Regions from separate parts of the Sus scrofa genome. Here region 2 is linked to region 1. A link is a contact called in public HiChIP or PLAC-seq data. All regions are on one chromosome and are shown on one strand. Each heading gives the region's core, a stretch centred on a gene start, on an enhancer-like site or on the middle of the called end of the contact. The rest is flanking DNA. Distances are from core to core; before and after follow the strand shown.

Region 1 (4,429 bases), core at 1,412-3,911:
ACAGTATGGCTGGCAGACCCTTTCCTCCCTCTTTTGTGGCCGCACCTGTGGCCTGCAGAAGTTCCAGGGCCAGGGACCAAACCTGCACCACAGCAGTGACCTGAGCCACTGCAGTGACAGTGCCACATCCTTAGTCGGCTGAGCCATCAGAGAACTCCCACCTCGTTTTTTTTTTTTTTTTTTTTTGGTCTTTTAGTTTTTATGGCCGTACTCAAGGCACATGGAGGTTCCCAGGCTAGGGGTCGAATCAGAGCTGTAGCTGCAGGCCTATGCTACAGCTACAGCCACTCAGGATCTGAGCCACATCTACAACCTACACCACAGCTCGCAGCAACGCCAGATCCTTAACCCACTGATCGAGGCCAAAGATTGAACCTGTGTCCTCATGGAGGCTAGTCAGGCTTGTTAACTGCTGAGCTACGATGGGAACTCCCCCACCTCCTTCTTTGAAACAGCTACACAGTGTTGCGTTGTCAGGGCACCCCATAGTTCATTTAACCAGTGGACCGACAGCCCTTTGGGTCGTTTCCAGCTTTGCCGTATCAAACAAGGCTGCAATTTATAGCTTTGGGACGGAGGATCCCTTTCTCCCATGAAAACTTCTTTCCTGACAGTGGTCGTGCTTCGGGAGCCAGGGGAGGGCGAGGCCGGCCGACAGGAGCTCTGATACCCTCAGCGTGGCTCTGCTGTGCATGTGTGGGCAGCTGTGACACAGCTTCTGCACTGCCCTGCCTCTGAGCTGCCATCTCACGTCTGTGGGTGGGCTGGCACGCTTTCAGGCTGCAGACAGGGAGGCTCTGTGGAAGGACAGGAGGGCCTTGCCCGGCACGTGGGAGCAACTTGGACTAAGGGGGAGCTGGAGGTGCCAATGGGGCCTCTGTGAGTCCAAAGCGAGGCATCTGGAAGGCAATGTGCTGGGTACCATGGGGTGCAAACCCATCTCTGCTCCTCTAGCCAAGGGTCAGAGGAAAAGCTATTGAAAAACTCTGTTTCAAATCCCTCATGTGTAAAATGGACACAGTAGGCCTTGCCCCCCACAGGGATGCTGGGAAGATGAGACGCTGCACATAGAGCACGAGACAGAGTACCTGCTGGAGTAAGTACTCAGGAAATGCCAACCATGGGAATAATTAGCGGAGCACCCCAGCCACCTGACCTCTGAGCGCATCTCACTCTCCCGCCTCCCCGTGTTTGCACAAGCCGTACCCTCCGCGTGGGACCCCAATTCGCACCTCACCTAAGAAAATTCTAAGTCACTCTACACTCACTACTGCGAGTCTGTACCTCAACCTGACTCCTAGATCAGCCTGTGGGATTCCTCCAGGGAAAGGACTGGCTGGAATCTGTGGGACTCCACGAAGTTTACTCTGGGCTCCCAAGGTGCCCTGAGCTGCTTTCCTTGTCACCCTACACTTGGCTCTGAGATCTCTTCCATGCGCAGTGCAAAAGAGGTTCAGAAGGGATGGGGTGGGGGGTGGCAAGGAGAGAGGAAGGTTTGGAAGGGCAGGCCGGGGGCTGAGGCTGCACGCCCTCCTCTGACAGTCCCCAGAATCCACCATTCCCCGGGAGGCTGAACCAGGAGGTGGGGGGAGGGACTGGGGCAGGGAGCTCAGGGCCCTGGGGTTCCCATCTCCCCTCTGCCACCTCCCTCCCAGGATGGGGTGTGGGAAGTCCATCTCTCTCCTTCCCGCCACCCTTCCGCCCCATCTCACCTGAGCCTCTTGCACCTTCCCTGTCTGGGTCTCCACAGGGTCTGAGGCTGGGGGGAGGAGGGGGAGCAGACGTGGTTAAGGTGAAGGGAGTGGTTAAGGGGGAAGGAAGGGCTTCAAATTAGTGGGGCAGAGGGATCAAGAAAACTCACCAACCTGGTCATACCGGGTGGGGTGGGGGTGTAAAATGGAAGTGGAGGAGGGCGGCAATGGGGAAAAGCGGACCTTATCAGTGTGCAGACGGCTGGGAGGAGAGGTTAGCGAGGGACAAAGAGGCCGGGACAGGAAGGTTTAGGCGAGGGAAGAGAAAGTAAAGCACGCCCGGCATGGAGGAAGACTTAGGAGGAGTTAGGAAGGGTGTAGTAGTGTGAGAGTGTGTGTCATTAGGTTTACAAGCAGTGGGAAGCCATAGAAAGGAGAGAAGACATACTCTGCCTGTTGGCAGGTTTGGGAGAAGAGGTGCAGAGTGTGTGTGTGTGTGTGGTGTGTGTGTGTGTGTGTGTCGGGCAGGGTGGGGTTGGTTTCGGAGAAAAAGGAAGCAATAGGAGGGGACCCTGGCATCCTACAGTTGCTACTAACAACCAGGTACCCTTAGCAACCAGGACCGCGGCATCTTAAGTCCCTAGCAACGAGGGTCCTTGGCAACTAAGGTGCGAGAAACATGTGATCATTAGTAACTTGGGGGAAGTGGCAAACGGACCCTTAAAACCTAGCGACCCAGAAAGCCACCAATCTAGCAATATGGATCACTTGGCAACTGCCCCCGGAATCCCATTTTCCCCCCCATGCAACCCCCATCTCCTGCCCCACCAAGCCTGCCCTCGGGCCCCGGGGCCTACGACCCTCAGCTAGGCCCCGGTGCAGCCCTGCCCTCCCACCGGGGTCCCCGACTCACGATCCGGCTCGGCCATGGGCGCGGGGCGGGGGCCCTCGGGACTGTCACCGACTGCTCTGTCCCGTGACGGCACCGGAAACAGGAGGGGGCCGAGACAAGGCAGAGAACTACAACTCCCAGCAGCCATCGCGATCGCATATAATGCTCTGCACCGCGTACGGAGCGCGCCCCCACGCAAAGGCCGGACTACGAGTCCCAGAGGGCTCCACGTCCACAGCCATGCTGGTAAAGGACTCCGGGAAAGTGTGGGAAAAGGTAGAACGCCGTAGTCCACCTGAGTGCTCTGATTGGTCATCATGTGGCATGGGGGCGGGGCGTGTACTACTTAGCCCACCCTGATTGGATGAGTCAGGGGGGCGTGTTGGGGAATTCCCCGCAGGGCGGAAGCTCGAGAATTCCAGGCAGAGCCCAGCGACAGGCGGGCTGCCGCTGGGGGCCCCTGAGGCTTCGGGGGCCATGGCTGGGGTTGCGTGCTTGGGGAAAGCTGCGGACACCGATGAATGGTGCGACAGCGGCTTGGGCTCTCTGGGTCCGGACGCAGCGGCCCCCGGAGGACCAGGCCTAGGCGCGGAGCTGGGTCCGGGACTATCGTGGGCGCCCCTCGTCTTCGGCTACGTCACTGAGGATGGCGACACGTGAGTGAACCTTAGACTGACAAATCGGGCCCCAGGGTCCCACATCTCCAATCCTGACTTCCCAACCTTTCAATCCTAAATCTGTCTTTTGATGCTTGACTTCCTGACCCCAAGACTGGCCTCTGATAAAACCAACTTCTTATCTAATTTTGATCCTAACCCAATAATGTCTGGCCTTCCTTTCTTGAACTGATTCTCAGAGTTATGCGTTCATTGATCAGACCCACATTCAGTGATCGATTCCACATCCAAAACTCGATTTGACCTTCCTGACCCCAGTCCTTAGCCCTCTGTTAGAACTGTAGTTCAGACAGGCTCCTCCTGACCTTTATCCTCCAAATATGATCTTTGGTCCTCAGCGCCTAACTTACATGAGCCTTAGATTTTATTTCGAAATTAATACTTGGCTTTTGACTCCAGGATCCCACCTTCTGAACTCTGATCTTCAAAGCTTACATTCAAAGAGAAAATGGAAACTACATAACAGCAGGAATTCATCTATTAAACAAATAATCCAACACCTTCGACTTTCCAGGAACTGTTTTAGGTGTGGCCTAAAGGCAGGGAGGAAAGCCCAAAAAACATTTGTCTTGTGGAGCATACATTCTAGTGGGGGTATATAGACAGAAGGGCAGATAGACTGACAGGGAGGGAGGAAGGGTAGGAGGAAGAAAAAGGAAAGAAAAGGAGAGAGAAGGAAAGAGAAAAAAAGATACACAGACCTAAAGTAAGAAAGGGAGAGAAAGAAGAAAGGCAGGAAGAAACGAAGACAAAAATTAAAAAAAAAAAGAAAAATAGCATGTCAGACGTTAAGAAGTTCTTTGGAGAAAAATAAAGCAGGGAAGTGAGACAAGTAGATTATCTGGGGAGAACATTGCACATAGAGGGAAAAACAGTTGTAAAGGCCCAATTGAGGGAATGTACCTGGGGTTTTTGAGTATCGTGTTTACCGCTGTATCCCCAGTGACCCAGCAGCCCCTGACCCATAGGAGGCACTCAGGAAACAGTGATCTTCTCAAACAACCAGCTGTGGTTTCATTTATTTTCTCTTTTTCTCTCTTTTTGCTTTCTATTTTGTTGATCTCTGTTCTGACTTATTTACTTTCTTCTCTTATTTGGGGTTTAATTTCTTCTTTTTCTCGTTTTTTAAGATGGAAGCTGAGGTCATTGATTTGAGACTCTTTTTTTTT
Region 2 (4,270 bases), core at 29-2,528, 56 kb after region 1:
TCAACAGATTTTTATATATATACATATACACACACGCATATAAAACAGATTTTAGATATATAACAGATTATATATTTAATGGAACAAGAAATAAAAATTTATAAAAAATATTTTATGTAACAAAACTACCCATAAAGAAACTAAAAGGAATGCTGTGATTATACAGGAAGGAGGGAAACCACGGAGATGATGAAAGCTGTCCATCTATTTTTCAGCAAAGGATTAGCAGACAGTCTAAAAGTTGATAAACTAAGAAATAACAATGGAAGAACTCTCTTCAAAGATTTGGAAGTAACCACCGGAGGAACAAAAAGCTGAAAAGGATTTAAAACCATGCACTACGGGTCACAAGTTACTGTGCCATTTGTGAAAAGCAATGTACTTACAAAAATTTTTAATTGGCTGCGGGGGAGGGCGCAAGGCTTAAAGCACTGCTGTTGCATGCAAAGCTCTGTTCTAATTTGTCTTTTGTTTTTGCTTTCCCGGGACTTTTTTAAAAAATGTTTTATTATTTATTTAAAAAATAGGCTAGTGATATTACGGTCTTTCAAAATAGAGGGTAGACAGCTGCTGTCTCAAATTGAAGGAACAAGATACGGTGCGTTAACAGATATCCCTGAACACTGCAAAAGATAACTTAGAACAAAATTTAAATTCGGTGGAGCAGTGAAAACACACCAAAGGTGCCCAAGTTGCTAAACCAAGACTCGGTGCTCTAAAGCTGATGCACAGAATTTTCCGCCAGGCAGAGGAAAACAAAAGCCAGGATTGGTTAGGAGTGGTCTGGCCTTTCACCCGCTGCAGTGAACACGTGTTGGTCCACTACTTTGGGGAGGGGAATTTATTTCATGGTGGCCTCGGCGGACCAGTAGCCGGGCGGAGAGGCGAGGGCTCTAGAGGACCGGTTTTGGCAAAGCCCCTGCTGTGCGAAAACACGCGTTTGTGTAACTGTGGGCTCGGAGGGGCGAGGGAGGGCGGGCCCGGGAAGGGGCGCTGGGGCACAGGACTCCCGGGACACGCCCGTCCAGGCCGGGCCTGGGGCGGAAATCCTTCCCGGGACGCTCCAGCCGCGAGTGGGGCCAGAACACGGATTCCGACCTGGGTCCCCACCTGTCCCGGCGCTCACCTGGCGGCCCGCTCGGAGGCGGCGGCGGCGGCGGCGGGCCAGGATCCCCTTCCGCACTCTGCTCCGCGAGGCAGTCGGGGGGCGCTGCCCGGGTCGGCCCTCTCCGGGTGGGTGGAGGGCGGCGGCGAGATCCGGTGGGCGGCTGCGCAGCCGGACGGAGGGAGGGGCGGGGTCTGGGCGGCCGCAGGCGCCGGGGGGAGGGCCCAGCTGCCGCGAGGCGGGCGGGGCGGCGACCCGGGCCCCGCGCTCCGAGGTCTGCGGGCGGGCTCTTCCGAGAGGCTGCACCTCCAACAGGCAACGTCTCGGAGCGCGGGGCTACCTGCCCAGGCGTCCCGCGATCTGAGACCTGGGTGCCCTGGCGCTCACCGCAGGCACCTCCGATAGGCGAATTCCGCCTCTCCGGGAGCCCCTCGCCGTGGGAAGGGTCCTAGCTGTTCCCCCCCCGGCCCCCGTCTTCCCTTCTTATTCCGGCCACCGGCCTACAAGCCGCCTCCGCCGTTCAAAACCTCTCTCCCACCATCTGTCCACTGCTGGTAAAGGGCGGTGCTGTGACTCCGCCCTCGGACCTAGTGTGAAACACTTGGAGAGAAGTTTCTGTCCTCAGGGATGCTCTCGAATTTACATTGTGTCCCCAGGGGAGTGCCTCAGGCTTGTTCTTAAATTGAACTTCTTTGCCACACGTTCTCTGCGGCCAACCTGGGCGCTCCTACGTTAGGTATCTGTCCCCGCCCCTAAATTGCAAACTAGGGAATTAGTGCCAGGTTCACAGTAAGCATGGGGCCACAACACATTTCTCCCTGGACCTCTGCCCTTGAGCTCTCATATCTTTTTTCCGATTGACTTTAGACAACCCGGAGCCAGTCTTCTGGTCCACAGTCCTCCCACATCCTAGGGGATCCTTGCCAGTCCCAGACTCATCCCGGGCACTGTGCTAAATGCTCTATTTGCATTACCCCATGGAGACCTCTCCGACCCCTAGAGGTAGGTATGCACGAGGTACATACAAGTCACTCGCTTAGGGAGGTCGCTGTTTTTTGTTTTTGTTTTTTGTTTTTTTTTCATTTTAGGGCCGCACCTGAGGCATATGGAAGTTTCCAGGCTAGGGGGTCGAATGGGAGCTGCAACTGCCGGCCTACACCACAGCCACCACAACGTGGGATTCGTGCAGCAACTGTGACCTACACCACAGCTCTGGGCTCCTTATCCCACTGAGCGGGGCCAGGGATCTAACCCTCATCCTCACGGATACTAGTTGGGTTTCGTAACCCGCTGCGCCACAACGGTAACTCCCATGAAAGGGTTTTAAGCTGGAGTTCCCAGGTCCCCTCCATTGAAAAAGTCTCAGAGGAATTCCCGTCGTGGCCCAGCGGTTAACGAATTCGACTAGGAACCATGAGGTTGCGGGTTTGGTCCCTGCCCTTGCTCAGTGAGTTAACAATCCGGCGTTGAGTGAGCCCTAGAAATGGCAAAAAAAAAAAAAAAAAAAAAAAAAAAAGTCTCAGAAAGACACCACAGCGCCATCGCGAGGAAAGTGTGAGATGCGAGCATTTTGGGTTTTTTTTTTTTGTTTTTTCGTTTTTTTTGTCTTTTTGCTATTTCTTTGGGGCGCTCCCGCGGCATAGGGAGGTTCCCAGGCTAGGGGTCCAATCGGAGCTGTAGCCAGCGGCCTACGCCAGAGCCACAGCAACGCGGGATCTGAGCCACGTCTGCAACCTACACCACAGCTCACGGCAACGCCGGATCCTTAACCCACTGAGCAAGGGCAGGGACCGAACCTGCAACCTCATGGTTCCTAGTCGGATTCGTTAACCACTGCGCCACGACGGGAACTGCCATTTTGGTATTCTTGGTAGCTTTTTCAGTACATAGCCACACACAGTCTCTTTTCTGGAAGTCCTAGAACTAGATGATTTGGATTCTGGACTTTTCCCCTCTTTTTTTCTAACTCAGAAGGTAGTAGAATGCATATAACGGTCTGCAGTATTCCAGGCAGAGTCCAGCCAGGACTCCAGGATATGTGATATTTCTGTGGTAAAGCGTCTGTAGGGAGAAATACCACTTAGTGGAATAGTTATAAACACCTGATGTCAGTTCAGTCAGGTCTTACTGCTTGAAGAGTTTGGAGCCCAAGTGATGAAGAAAGTTTGTGGATAAGAAACTGTAGCAATGGGAGTTCCCATCGTGGCTCAGCGTTAATGAGCCGGACCAGTATCCATGAGGAGGTGGGTTGGACCCCTGGCCTCACTTGGTGCATTAAGGATCTCGTGTAGCCTTGAGCTGTGGTGTAGGTTGAAGACTGGGCTCCTATTCCAAGTTGCTGTGACTGTGGTGTGGGCTGGCAGCTGCCACTCTGATTTGACCCCTAGCCTGGGAACTTCCATGCACTGCTGGTGCAGCCCTAAAAAAGACCCCCCCAAAAAGAAAGAAAGAAAGAAATTGTAGCAATTTTTTTTTTAAATTTAATTGAGGGAGTTCCCGTCGTGGCTCAGTGGTTAACGAATCCAACTAGGAACCATGAGGTTGTGGGTTTGATCCCTGGCCTTGCTCAGTGAGTTAAGGATCTGGCATTACCGTGAGCTGTGGTGTAGGTCACAGACGTGGCTTGGAGCCCGCGTTGCTGTGGCTGTGGCATAGACCGGCAACTGTATCTCCAATTGGACCCGTAGCCTGGGAACCTCCATATGCTGCGGGTGTGGCCCTAAAAAACAAACAGACAGATACAGCACAGGCACCTTGATTGGATCCCAAACTGTCCGTTTCCTTTGGGTGCTGTCGTGCTTGGGGCTGGTTTTCCTTTCCTGTCTGGTGAGCTTGCTTGTTGCTTGCCATTCTCGACTGAGGGACAAGGCTGCTGTGTCTGTGAGGGATGGGGCTGAACTTCCCGTTACAAATGTTGGACTGTTTTCCCACCAGGCCCCGCATGAATGGGAGCTTTGTGTCTGGGTGTCGGGCTTGCTGCCGGGCTGGCCTCACACGTGGCTGGTGAGAGACCAGGAGCCCGGCTTCTAGCTGCCCCTCGCCTCCACACGAATGCCAGACTGGCTTTTTCCAGAAGCTGGCACCCACCCTAGTTACTGCCTCAGGCTGGCAGAGAGCTGGATCTTTTTAGGGAACCACGCTTCATGTCTTGTTTTCCTGCCTATG

Evidence for each region. HiChIP or PLAC-seq counts read pairs in DNA pulled down with a chosen protein or histone mark.
Region 2: an H3K27ac HiChIP or PLAC-seq map of alveolar macrophages shows a contact between it and region 1. The contact joins the promoter of FBXO17 here to the promoter of SIRT2 in region 1. A contact is called at or near these places in 2 of 47 Hi-C or Micro-C datasets (heart right ventricle and liver) and 1 of 2 datasets of contacts at active chromatin or transcription factors (alveolar macrophages).

The regions. Positions count from the first base shown.
Region 1 is chr6:47,700,681-47,705,109 of Sscrofa11.1, forward strand. It overlaps SIRT2 (sirtuin 2), which reads right to left and starts at 2,662. Exons shown (of 17, transcript NM_001114271.1): 1 at 2,605-2,662; 2 at 1,713-1,759. The coding sequence starts at 2,620. NFKBIB (NF-kappa-B inhibitor beta) reads left to right here and starts at 2,964. Exons shown (of 6, transcript XM_003355897.5): 1 at 2,964-3,239. The coding sequence starts at 3,061.
Region 2 is chr6:47,758,368-47,762,637 of Sscrofa11.1, forward strand. It overlaps FBXO17 (F-box only protein 17), which reads right to left and starts at 1,279. Exons shown (of 7, transcript XM_021094357.1): 1 at 1,127-1,279.